Regions from separate parts of the Astyanax mexicanus genome. Here all the other regions are linked to region 2. Evidence: chromatin contacts called from public Hi-C data. All regions are on one chromosome and are shown on one strand. The core of a region is the stretch at or near the end of the contact, and the rest is flanking DNA. Distances in the headings are between cores, read along the strand shown.

The links. Hi-C and Micro-C count contacts between places; a contact is called where the count stands out from the background.
Region 1: a Hi-C map of muscle shows a contact between it and region 2, with 8 times the contacts expected there. The contact joins the enhancer-like site here to the promoter of LOC103031649 in region 2. A contact is called at or near these places in 2 of 3 Hi-C or Micro-C datasets (both in muscle).
Region 3: a contact with region 2 is called in a Hi-C map of muscle, with 14 times the contacts expected there. The contact joins the enhancer-like site here to the promoter of LOC103031649 in region 2. A contact is called at or near these places in 2 of 3 Hi-C or Micro-C datasets (both in muscle).

What each region holds. Positions count from the first base shown.
Region 1 is chr7:20,853,213-20,857,958 of AstMex3_surface, reverse strand. It overlaps thada (THADA armadillo repeat containing), which reads left to right. Exons shown (of 38, transcript XM_049481770.1): 26 at 1,790-1,881. Among protein-coding and RNA genes, the nearest start is that of thada, 53 kb to the left of the region's middle. Within about 2 kb of position 2,103, the one cell type or tissue checked has an H3K27ac peak away from gene starts, as active enhancers do.
Region 2 is chr7:20,756,626-20,761,202 of AstMex3_surface, reverse strand. LOC103031649 (mRNA decay activator protein ZFP36L2-B) reads left to right here and starts at 3,262. Exons shown (of 2, transcript XM_007255794.4): 1 at 3,262-3,587; 2 at 4,096-4,577. The coding sequence starts at 3,498. It overlaps thada (THADA armadillo repeat containing), which reads left to right. Exons shown (of 38, transcript XM_049481770.1): 38 at 1-269.
Region 3 is chr7:20,640,259-20,644,328 of AstMex3_surface, reverse strand. No RefSeq gene overlaps it. Among protein-coding and RNA genes, the nearest start is that of LOC107197787, 25 kb to the left of the region's middle. Within about 2 kb of position 1,733, the one cell type or tissue checked has an H3K27ac peak away from gene starts, as active enhancers do.

The DNA of each region.
Region 1 (4,746 bases), core at 854-3,353, 98 kb before region 2:
TATTTAAGTAAATCTGCAACTGTCAAAATATAATGAACAAAAATCCTAAAAATGGCACTTTTCTAAACTTTATTTCAGAATTAATATTTTCCCGAATACAAATCAAATCTTATGTCCTCCAAAATTTCTGTTTCTTTGGAGTTGTATAGTTATGTTTGTTTTTTTTATTTTATTTGGACTGATTCCTTTTACTGATCTCAAAATCTTAAGTGGATTAGAGCGTGAACAGGCATCTTCTCTAAGAGTCCTGTATGAGTCTTCAAAGCACTCAAAGTTTTCAAAATGCAAATAACCTATTTTGCTGCAGATAAAAAGGGTTTTATATCATCTATACATGTTGCTCGTAAACAGACTAAGGCCTGTTAGGAGGATTAAAGGGTGTAATTGTGTTATTTTGCTGTTAACTGACAATAATAGTGTTTATATAAATTATTTCTGGGACTTTATTTAGACAGGATTATACCAAACCTAATCTTTAATATATATATATATATATATATATATATATATATATATATATATATATATATATATATATATATATATATATATATATATATATAAAAACTATATATATATATATATATATATATATATATATATATAAAAACTATATATATATATATATATATATATATATATATAGTTTTGTTTACTTAACTTCCAGTGGCGAGACCTGCTGAATTAGTAGGAAAACATGGCGACAACCCTGTTCCTTATTAGTGTCACATAATGCACCTTACATATAATCCAGTGCGCGTTATGTATGAAAATCGTCCAGAAAAACAGACGTTTATTGATAGTGCACTTTATAATCCGGTGTGCATTATAGTGTGAAAAATACTGTAATCATTATGAGTGGGTGATATGGCCCTTTTATTTTTGTAATAACCTTGTTTTGAAGGTTTCACAAAACAATGACACCAATTTTAAATATAAAACTGCAACAAGATAAATGTTAATAAATCTTTTATTTCGTATGAATGTCTCTTTTTCATGAGTGATTCAAATGTTTACTGAAAAGAAAATCTCTTAACTTTTTATTTTTAAACAATTGTAACTTGCTCTGATTTAAAGACTCAAATAATAGCGATAATGTAACAAAAATGATCTGTAAATCTGTAAATACAGCAAAATACAAAGAAATGCTCAAAATACCAAATATTATTTAAAGACAGATACTGCTATGATCTAAAAATCTAAAAGTTCAATTATAACAATATTATCCTGTAAGATGTGGAATGGCACTCCCCTACTATTCATATACAGTGTGAAATAGTTTCGCCGCTCTAGCTTCTAAAAAAGCCTCCCAGTAGTCTCTGTGGAATGTTTTGCAAGCATGGTAACACTGCAGGACGCTTCACACAGCCCTGCTTATATCTAGCCCAGATCTCTGAGAGAGTCTGATGGAGGGATTATCTGTACAATACAGCTGTTTATTGCTGAATTATTATGCTGGTGATGTCCGGCAGTTCAGGTCACGCCTATGATGCAGTCTCGCTCTTATGACTACGTTGTGAGGGATTCGTGGAAAAGCGTTTGTTGCTTATTAACAGAAGAAAAATGGCCTGTTTGTGTTGTTCTGGCTGGTCCTTGGGCCGGGCCTGCAGATACTGAAACAGTCTGAGTCATGGGGTTATGACATGAAATGCATGCCAGGATGATCACCAGCAGAAACACTGAAGGAAATGCTTTTCTGGGTCACCTCTGTTTCACCCCTTCAGCTGAACCTTTTTTTTTTCCCTCTTTTTCTCTCTCTCTTTTTCTCTCTTTTTCCTCCTCCCCCCAGGTGAGGAATTCCTCCACTCTCCTCTTCAGCAGCCTGGTCACTCGGATATTCGGAGTAAAGAGAGGAAAAGATGAGCATTCCAAGAAGAACAGGTATGAATGATATCTCCATCCTCAGTTTCCAAACTGCCACCGAATCTCCTCCGTCTTTGTGCCAGAGTTGCTCTATTTACTTACAGTATTATTAAAATGCTTGAACTTTTATTTTGGAGTACCAGGAGTCCACCATCAGGGGGCGCTGCAATCCTCTGCTCACTAGAGCTTCACAGTCATTAATCTTGGCCTGTGCTCTGGCCCACAGACTGTGTGTGTGGCACTGGTCCAACTCCTCAAACACTCTGGATGTTTCCTACAACCCTCAGTTGCCTTTATCTTTGTACTGTTAGTGTTTTTTTTTTCTTTCTCTTGTTCACAGACACACACAAACACACACAGACACACAACATTTTCTAAGGGTCTAATTAGATCAGGCAAAACAAATGAATCAAAATTGAATAATAAATAATTAAACTAAACAATGTAATTTATCATCATTATATATCTTAACAGTTACACAGACATTTTTTAAAAATGCATTACAAAGTAAGGAAAGGGATGAGAGACAAAGAAGGTAATTGACCCTTGATAATTAAGTTTTTTTTTCTTTCTTTTTCTAGCTCTTTCACATTTTCTCTCTTTTTGCCCTAAGGCCAAGGTTAAACAGCTCATGTCATGGACAATCTATTTCCCCTGCTCTTCTTAATGGTGCACTACAATGGAAATCTGTATTTATCTTGACACACTTGAATAATGAGTGCTCAGTTCAGTGCATGGAACTGACATACTGTGAACTTCAGGCACATTGTGTCCTTCAAAAGAAAAAAAAAACACACAAGTATAACATGGCTGTGATCTGTGCCAATTCCAGTACCTCAAAATTAACATAAACCCAGTCAATTAGAGAAAGGCTTTCAGGGCTGAAGTCAATCCTTTTGTTTTTGCATTTTTGTCATACCTTCAGATTATCAAATAAAATTTAAAATCAGACAAATATAACCCGAGTAAATATAAAAAGCAGTTTTTAAATAATTATTTCATTTATTAAGGGGAAAAAACGATCCAAATCAATCTCGCTTTTTGTAAAAAAATTGTTTGCCCACCGTAAATAAACTGTGATTAATCACACTTTTTGTAAAGTTGAGTTAAATCTCATTACTACCCACAACCAGGCCTGATTACTGCCAGACGTGTAGAATCAAGAAATCAATTAAATAGAACCTTTCTGACAACATGAAGCAGCTAAAAGATCTCAAAAAGCAACACATTATACCTGGATGTGAAGAAATTAAAAAAAGTTAGGTTAGAAAAGGTTACACAGTCATATCTAAGGCAGATTACAGTAATATTTACAAATGGAGAAAACTTGGAACACTGGTGAATACTCCTAGGAGTGTCCGGCCGATCAGAATTTTTTTTAAAGGGCATGCACAACCAGAGGTAATGCTTGATTTTTAGTTCTAAAATCCCATCTCTTGACTTTTGACATGTCAGCGTATGTTTACTTCTGTACATAGAAGGGTTGTATCAAATCGTATTGTACACAATAATATAACCAACGTTTTTGAATATCATGAACGATATTATACCCTGAAATATGGTGCCTTATCACCCACTCCTAATTATCACATCAGGGTACTATTTTTTAGCTGTTTTTAGCAAACGTTTTAGAAAAAAAAATCACTAATTTTCTAATTTTCAATTATAAATCTACTAGAGACAGATTATATCTGTCCAGTATCATTCATTTTACTTCAGCCCTGGATATTTGGAGATATTTGGAGTGAATTTCTCATGAAATGCATGCATATCATGACATTCTGGATTATTGACTTCTGTTCTTGATTTTTTTTTTAGTTTTTCATTTTGTTGCAGTAGTGCATTCTTGAAATATTTTTTTTTTGTTTTGTCATATCGCCAAGAGTATCGTTATCACGAAAATATCATGAAATATCGTGATATTATTTTAGGGCCATATCGCCCAGCCCTAGTACATAGCCATAAATCACAAATGGCCTTCACAGGGCAAAAATCGAACAAAATATAGAAAGTCGTCCTATAATACATTCTCTAAAACACACACACATCCCCCCCCCCACACACACACACACACAGGTGTAGTAATGGAGCACTTCAGGTTGTTCCATGTTGTATCAGGGCTTGCTCACTTTCATTTGTTTGACTGCTGAACTTGAAGATGTTCTGACTCTGCTGCTGCTGCTGGTTTGACCCCTGACCCTCCACTCATCTCACTGCTCTACGTCAGCCTTTCAGTTCTTCCCTGAATAAACAGAGCATGCTGGGATGTTACGCTGATCCAGGGCATCCTGAAAGGGGACACAGAGGTCACATAATTCAGGGTGTGAGGTAGCTGAAATGGAAAATAAAGAGCGAGGCTGATTGTTTGCCACGAAACACATAATAATTCCTTTTGATTAGTTTCACTTAAAACAAAACGGAAGAGTGAGAGCTGTTTAATAGATGATGGAGCCTCACAGCTAAAACCCAGAGGTAATGCAGGCTGGGTTAGGCCGGCTCTACCCTTGCGGTGAGCTAGTTTACTGGCTGAGCTGGTTAACTGGCTTAGGCCAGTGCAAGAACACAATGTGGTTCTCTTTAGTGTGATTTGCATGTGCAGCAGGCATCTTGATCCGCTTACGCACTGGCCAGCTTTTGCTTGTTTGTGGTTTGTTTAGCTGTTTTTCTATTCCTCCTTCCTTCAGTCTCACTTATGTTGTTGCCTTGGATTTCTCTCTCTCTCCGTCTCTCTTTCTCTTTCTCTCTCTCTCTCTGTGATTAGAGCAATGTTTTGGCTCTCTTTGTTCAGCTTGCTTTTTTTTTCCTCATGCTATTGAGTGTTTTTAACGTGTGTGTGTGTGTGTGTGTGTGTGTGTGTGTCTGATGAGCTGTGCTCTCTAATGT
Region 2 (4,577 bases), core at 2,013-4,512:
TGACGTCAGACCAATCTATTCTCTCTGTGCGACTGCCTACAAATATTATGATTAGTTTATAATTTCCTCCCTGTCTTTGAAGGAGTTTTATTTCTTCAAGGCCAGCCCAGGTCAGGACTGTAAACATTGTTTTAGTATATTATGAATTTATTTCAAATGTGTGGTGGGCTCGCGTGCTTCCCTCAAAAACGCGGAATTATGTGCCGGCATGACGCTCGCCCACAAACTTGTTTTTCATCAAAATAAAAGACTCATTTTTATTACATGCATTTGCCTAGAGGCTGACTCGTGCACATTTGTATGGGAGTGTGTTCTTGCATGTTTGTGTGTTCGTGTATGTGTGCTCAAGAATGAGTGAGTGTGCATGCCTGTGTGTGTAGTACACTCGTAAAAAAAAAAAAAAAGAAGGTGCTTCATTTGCTCTTTGAGCTTTAAACAATGTTTGTAATAGAGATGTGTATGTAGCGACATCATAGATTATGGAAATATCATTCATTTTCAAAAGTTTGATTTGCGGAACAATGGCTGCACTCAACAAAACGGGGTGTATTCCAAAATGCACACAACACTACACTAAATAGTATATTAAACATAGTGCACCACCATTAGATGTGCATTTATTGACATAGTAAGTTAAGTGTAGAAGTGTGTGATTTGGGATGCAGCCATGGCTTTCTTCAGGATGCATGCTGATATAGTAAGTAAAGTGTAGAAGTGTGTGAATTGGGGCGCAGCCATGGCTTTCTTCAGGATGCATGCTGAGTATGTAAGATTAATTGTTAGGTCTAGCCCTAAAGTTCTAAAAGTTCACTATTTAACATTTTTAATGTTCCTCAAAAAGAAAGAATTTGTAGAACCTTCATTTTAGGTAGTCAAAAAAGATGAGAATCATCTTTGTGTAACATATTATAGCTTTCTTTTGTCGTGCCAAAAAATGAGGGCAGTGTTTTGCAGCCGGGCCACAAAAATCTGAACTCCTCCAAGGCCAGCTCTATTTTCCACTCCTGTATTTTTAACACACTTTCACACATCGGTGTGGTTGCTGTCTTTGTCTTGTACAGTATGTTGTATTTCTTTTTTTTTTTTTCTTTTTTTTTGGATGCACCCTTTAACCCGGTTCCCAGAAAAAAGCCTCCTCGGCTCCTGAGGGCTCTGTTATGCAATCGATGTGTGGAGCAAGGGAGGCTGGTGGCTGGGCTGAATTGTCTGTAGATGGCAGGGTCGCCTTCAGGCCTGCAGTTGTAATGTTCATTACTGTAAAGTGATGTAATGTTTTGGAACGGCCCAGCAGAGCCGACCCCCTTTCCACCCAGCGGCGGGGCGGTGTGTGTGGGGGTAAAACAAAGTCACTGTCAGTGTTTGACACTCTTGAATTTGTGCACAGCGCAGCCACAGGCGTGTGTGTGTGTGTGTGTGTTACTGAGGTCCACTTTGATGCTTTAATGAGAGATGGAGAATGCAGCTAGCAGATGGGAGCCAGACAGAAAGGGTATATAAATATATGCTCAGTACCTGTTTTGAACGTTAGATGGTGCCCAAGACGTACTTTATGTCTTTCTGATTAAAAGAACCCTTTAAGACCCATAGAGGGCGGTATTGGATCGGTTTAGTGACTAAGGGGGTGAGGCATGAGGCATTCCTTCACATGGTCCTCATTTTTGGGCTGCTGCTGAAGCAGTAGTGCTCATTATGAGGAGCACTGCTCAGTGAGTGCAGAGCTCAGATATGACCAGAGGTTTTGAAGGTTTAGAATATATTTCCTGCACTTCTATAGCTAAACCACTCCAGCCTAAAACTAGGTGACGGTCATGTTATATAGGCTGCCAAGTAAAGAAAACTACAGTTAATCATTCTCAGCAGTGGATAGGCTACTTTAGTTTATTACTACAGACTTTGATCGTTTTACAGATATCGAAAGTGCTGGGTGTTGATTAACCACAAAGGAAGCATTCAAAACTGGGTTACTGTAACGTACCACGGCACACTGTTAACTGCCTGTTGCTTTATCTATCTGGATTTATCTATCTGTTTATCTATTTAGCTTTTTATCTGTCTGCGGGCTCTGATAGGGTTTCAGCATTACCCTCAGAAGTGAAGAACCTGTGTACTAAAGCAACCAGAGCACGTTTTAGACATGCAGTCTCCTCCCCCACTAGCACTCCTCAGTGCTTTCAAAACTGCTAGCTAATAGTAATGGTAATAGCTGGCTAATATTTGTTTCCCTCTGCTACAAAGAGAAATTTAAAATATGTACAACAATGACTGTGTCGACATTGTGCAGCAGTACATAACTTCAACTTCATGTGAGCAGATATTTGTTTTATCTGAAACACAATCAAACCAAGTGAAATAAAGCAATAACCACTTACATAAATGAATAAATGATATACAATATGTGGGACAAACAAAATTAGGCCATAAAATGCCATAAATTAGGTCATAAGTACGGCAATAATTATGTTATCAACTTTTCGTAGCTACAATCTACTGACTTGGTCCCAATATAAATATATTTTTTTTTGCTGACTTTGTTATTGCATATTGTTTTACCTAGCAAGGAGACAACATTAGTGTCAGTGAGCTAATATGTCAACTTTTAAAAAATAGTGGTTATGAAAGTGTTTTTGTTTGATATATTCCAGTTTGATTCTGTATTTTTTTCATTATTGATAATATTATTTTGCTCTTTAGAAGTGTGTAATTTCATTTGTTATTGTGTTACTATTATCAGTGGTACGAAATGGTCTTAAAAGAACATTACTATATAATTTATTGTAATTATTTTTAGGACAATGTCATTCATTGGGGTAAATTTCATTTTAAGTGCTGCCAAACTGGTGAAGAGTATTAGGACTTTCCAGTAAAATGACTAAATGGTAAAATTACCTTACACTTTGTTTTAAAGTTTTTTTTTTCAATAACTCTTCTGTGCTTAATTCTTAAATTCTTAATTCTTAAAGCACAGAAAAACACTCTTTTAAAAACTGTGTGCGCAGTGAATATGTATATATGTGAATATGAAGACTGAGCGTGTATAAACTGTAGGAGTTTTGTGGAGTTTGGGTCTCCTCGTGTTGTCCAGCTCCTCTCACTCCTCCACCAGAAAGTTATAGACTGTGGAGTCACAGCGAAGTTAAACTGCTGGGCGGGGCTTTTAAGTAGAGCTGACCAATCAGCGGCGGCGCTCGACTTGGTCCAAAAGTGAGTGGTCGCGCGGCTCCGGCTGCGGTCCCGCCCCCTCGGGCCGCTCTGCTCTCGGTATATGTTGGAGGGGAGCGCGCGGCGGACTGTTCTGACTCGGCAGAGAGAGACGGAGGGAGACGAACAGCAACTCGAAACACAACTAACTCACAGCTCCGCTCTAGTGGCAGACCCGGACATCTGGAATTACTTTTACAAACTCCGTCTCTCGGACTCCTCTCCCAAACTAGCAGTCGTGGCAAACGAAGCCCAGAAGTAAACACCAGCTGCGCTCCGGGATCCTGGTTGGTTCTCCAATGAAAGATCTACTGCAGCTCGTCAGCTCAGAAGCAGCAATGTCGACCTCCATCCTGACCGCCATCTACGACATCGACATGCTCTACAAGGTAGTTGGTTATCTAGCAAAAAAAAGTGACTTTTGTTAGGTGCAGGGGAAGTTTGTACGCAGCAGTTAAGCTTTCATTCTACTTTTCCTGTTGTGTGAAAGTGGCACTTAGCTAGCAGTAGCCTGCTCTGCACAAACTGCCCTGCACAACTTTGTGTTTTTTTTCTGCTTTAACACTCACTTTAACTCCTTTAACTCCAGTATTGAGCTGGTGATACGCTGATTAGTTGGATCATGTGTGTTGGGGCAGAGAAAACACGCAGAAAAAGTGTGCAAGGCAGTGGGTCTCCAGGACCAGGGTTTTGAAAAACTCGACCAGTAGTGCACTAAACTAAACTTCAGCTCAAACTTTTGCTGCAGGCTAAAGCTAGCTAGCATGCACTTTTCCTCCTGTAGTTCGCTAGGCTATCTAGTTAGTTAACTAACTCCTGTCCTGTTAGGAACTTTGTGTTTTCAGCTCCAGCTTTATGTAACTAAGTGAGCTAACTTTCTTCCCTGTTTCTCCACAGCCTGAGAAAAACTTTAACATGAACGCCCTCCACTTCAACAACCTTCTGGACAAGAAGGCGGTGGGCGCCCCTCTGTCCAGCCCGGCCAGCGCCACCAGCTGTCCTATCGCTCCGGGATTTTTCCGCCGCAACTCGGCTGGCAGCACGGATTTGCAGCCGAGCAACGGCAACAAGTACACGTACAAGGACAGCAGCAGCACCACCGCCATGCTGAACAAGGAGAACAGCTGCAGCAGGTACCGCGAGCGCGCCTTCAGCGAGGGCGGGGAGCGCACGCAGGCGCAGCCGCAGCAAGCGCAGCAGAAGGCGGCCTCGCAGATCAACTCCACCCGCTACAAGACGGAGCTCTGCCGGCCCTTCGAGGAAAACGGCGCCTGCAAGTACGGCGAGAAGTGCCAGTTCGCGCACGGTTACCACGAGCTGCGCAGCCTCTCTCGACACCCCAAGTACAAGACGGAGCCGTGCCGCACCTTCCACACCAT
Region 3 (4,070 bases), core at 484-2,983, 120 kb after region 2:
TGCCATACAGCCTCGCTCTCTAAATACTGCACCTCACAGCAGGAGATGTACTTTCGTGGTTGTGTACATGGGCAGAGAGGCACACACACACACACACACACACACACACACAGCATGGAGCTAATCTTAGCATGTGTGTGACTGTTTGGCAAGACGTGTTTCCTGAAATCCTATACCGGGGAAAAAGGACGATACGCTCAGATTTAAATAAGGATGTGAGGATTTTACACCACTACACACACACACACTTGAACTTTAGGCCTACATAAATATATTGGCATAATACAGCATATTAAATATGGTGACAATTGGCCTGTAAGTTCATAAACATACATAGGAGACAAAATGACATTATAGACACTTCGGTTCTTCTTTGCTTGTATGTGTCAGGGTGCTGCAGGGAGACACGGAGGTGGACGCAATTGAAAGTAATATTTATTGAAATATAACCAATAATAATAAAAAAAAAAACAATCAAATAACCAAACAAAAAAACAAAACTAAAACAACAAGAAAACATGGAAAACACTATAGACTGAGAAAAACAAAAAAACATGCAACCATATAAGAACCAACAACTGAACAGACACACAAGGGCTATTTATACACACGGAAGCAGACAAGAAACACCTAGGAACAGGTAACAAGGAGGCAGAGTTACAGACAATCATGAGGAGAACACACAGGGCCATGTGCAGGGGAGCACATGGGGAAAAAACACACAGGCACAAATATCAACACTTATTTACTGTTTCTTTGCTATTTACTTGCTGTTAATCTAGGTGAAATATTACTATTCATATTGTTTAGTCATTTTTAATGTTCTCTTGCCTTTGTTTTCTTGTGTAAATAGATTGTATATATTGTTTTCCTGACTTTGCAAATTTGCAAATTTCCCAGCTGTGGCATTAATTAAGGATTATCTTATATTTCTTATCTAAAAAAAAACAAAAACAGACAAACAACAATAGCTACTGCTCTTATTGGAGGTAATATTCTACCGCCCTGTTTTTTTTTCTGATTCTCTCACAAAGGAAGCAGTTATTCTCTTATACAAAAATAAACACGTGCACACACCCACACACTCCCCCACCCCCCAGAGGTCAGATGAGTTGTAATACCGATCCACTGGCTGACCTGCATAAGAATCCAGGAACATCAGAAGGGGTGAGGGGCGAGGTGATGAGATGATGGGTGTGTTTGTGTGTGTGCATGCGTGCGTGTGAATGTGTGTGTGTGTGTCCGGGGTGTGGGTATGTGTGGGTGTGTGAGTGATAGACTTTTAGGTCGACCTCGAGGTTCAGATCTACAGCTGCAGACACAGAAACCCAAGCCTAGTCTAGAAACTCCAGTCACCCAATCTCTCTCTCTCTCTCTCTCTCTCTCTCTCTCTCTCATTTTCTCTCTCTCTATTTCTCTCTCTGACAGGCTCTGGCCTGTTTCTATCGTTCTCTCCACTCCTCTCCCCCTCGTACCAGGCCTCTCTCTCTCTCTCTCTCTCTCTCTCTCTCTCTCTCTGTCTCTCTCTCTCGCTGTACTTACAGCTTGTTTGCTTTAACCGTACATTAACTAAACATGCTGTGACCTGCTGCTGGACCCCTCCCCCAACACACACACACACACACACACACACACACCACACACAAACCCACAAAATGACTGACAAGCATCACCTCTCTATCCATGATCTGTTTTCGGATGAAAGAGACCCAACTTGAACTTCCTTCTTCCTTTATGGGGGCTTGGGGGGGCTCTGATTGAAATCAAGAGTGTGTGAGGGGCTGGTGGCATTTCCCCACCTCTAGAAGATCCGATCTACAGGTTTCTGTGGCTCCTTAGCTATAAGTGTGTGTGTGTGTGTGTGTGTGTGTGTGTGTGTGTGTGTCTCCTATCAGAGAGTACTGTCCTGTCTGTCTGTCAGTCTGACTTGCTGTGTGTCTGCACTATCTGCTATTTTAGCACCTGTCCATCTGCCCCCATGGCTATAAACAGAATGTGTGAGGTGATGTGTGTGTGTGTGTGTGTGTGTGAGAGAGAGAGAGAGAGAGAGAGAGAGAGAGAGAGAGAGAGAGAGAGAGAGAGAGAGAGAGAAGAGAGAGAGAGAGACTAATGTCTGTGTAAGGTATAATATATATCAGACATCTGCAGTACTGGTGGAGACCAAGGTCAAGGGCACACACACACACACACTTAAGCAGAGGGTTAAAAGGTCAGACTTTCTTCTGCCACAGTAACCAGTGCCAAGACCAGGCGGATGCATCATCAGATAAACTGGCCAAGTTATTTCAGAAAAACACACAGGCCTGTAACTTCAGTGTGTCAGCATGAGTCAGAGAATGAAAGAGAGAGAGAGAGAGAGAGAGAGAGAGAGAGAGAATGAGATTGATGAGAAAGAAGGAGGAGGGAGAGGACGAGCTGCTTACACACAGACTGCAACAGTGCTCTCTAGTGGAGACACACCAGAGAGAAACAGAGCTGTAATAGCCACAGGCTAAACAAGTGAAGATTCATAATTTGTCAATTTAATCATTTTGAAAATTAAATATTACCTTTAATCAAATTAAATGTACAGTGTACAGTACTGTGCAAATGTTTAAGGCACCTGTGGGAATTTCAGTAAAGAATAAGAGTCTTATCTGTGCAGTAAGTGTTTATTAGCTCAGTAAAACACGAGCATTACAAACAGAAAGTTTACAAAAAAGCAAAACATTTTCCTTAAAACATCTGCTAATCTCTGCTCATCTGAGTTTAATAGAGTTATTTCTAGTTCTCTTTATATCATATAGCACCTGGTTTGGTAAATTCAGTGGGGTGCACAGACATTTTGGGGGGCAAGTGCTCAGGGGGGAAAAAGGGCACTTTTTAGCGCAAGTGGAACACTTCATTATGAAAAAAATTACATGCACATGTTTAATGAAATTTGACTTTTATTTGTAACATTCTCTAAACGTGAGTTTTCAATGGAAAAATGTCACACCACCAACTGATAAAATACGTAGTAGTTTGGTGCTGTATGAGACATTTTACTGCACAACAAAATGATTTCACGTTGGGCTTAGAGGGCAAACGGTAGGATTTTACTTGATGTGTATGTTACCTGGCTGGTGGGACACGGGGGAGAAGAAGCCTATCTGTTGCATGTGTGCTGTGCTGAAGACTCGCTGAACTGAACTGCTGCTGCAGCGCATCTAGTGTGCCTTGCGTGCGACCGCGCGGGGTCACGTGACAGAGGAAGAGAGAAGTCGGGTGTGTGCGAGCTGATTTCAGGGCATTCTGTTTTCACTCGTTTTTAATCGCTCAGGTTTTCAAAAGAGCACTTTGGTTGATAAAGGGCAGAGTTGGTGGTGCTTTAGCACCACCTGATGTCTATGTCTGCACGCCTCTGGGTAAATTGGTAAATTTGGTAAATCAAGTGAGCTGCTGACGGAACTGAACATTTACACATGCTGGCTAAGGGCATCCAGGAGAAATCTTGAACTATTACACTTTGTTCTTCAGCTTGGCTCACAGGATATAACATACTTAGTTAAAAATGGGAATTCCTTGTTACGTTTTACTGTATGTATGTTTATTTGCATCTGTTTAAATCATATGTAAAAACACTTATACTGATAGGCTCATATTGATGAACTTCATAATATCTTAAGTCATTAGCATAGCATTAATTATTACAAAACAAAGCCAAAACATATTAAAAAATAACATATTATAAATATAATTAAAGTTTGTCTAGTTTCTGCAGAGAAGTACTGCCAATAGAGTAAGGCTTCATGACACCATGCTTAATGCCAGGTGTGGGTATGAGGGGTATAAAGCCCCCAGCACAGAGCAGTGGAGAACTGTGTTCTCTGGAATGAGTGGTGCACCATCCAAATCTTTTGAGATGACAATGGATTTAAAACTGAGGAGAGATGGAGAGATGATTTTTTTTTTACTCTTTTGGTTTTTAAATATTGATGGTCAGGTCCAAGTATAAGGCCTCATGAAAGCTGATTTCTGCCACACCTGTTGTCAATCAAGAAATCAATTAAATAGTACCTGCCTGACAAAGCTAAGTAAACCGAAAGATA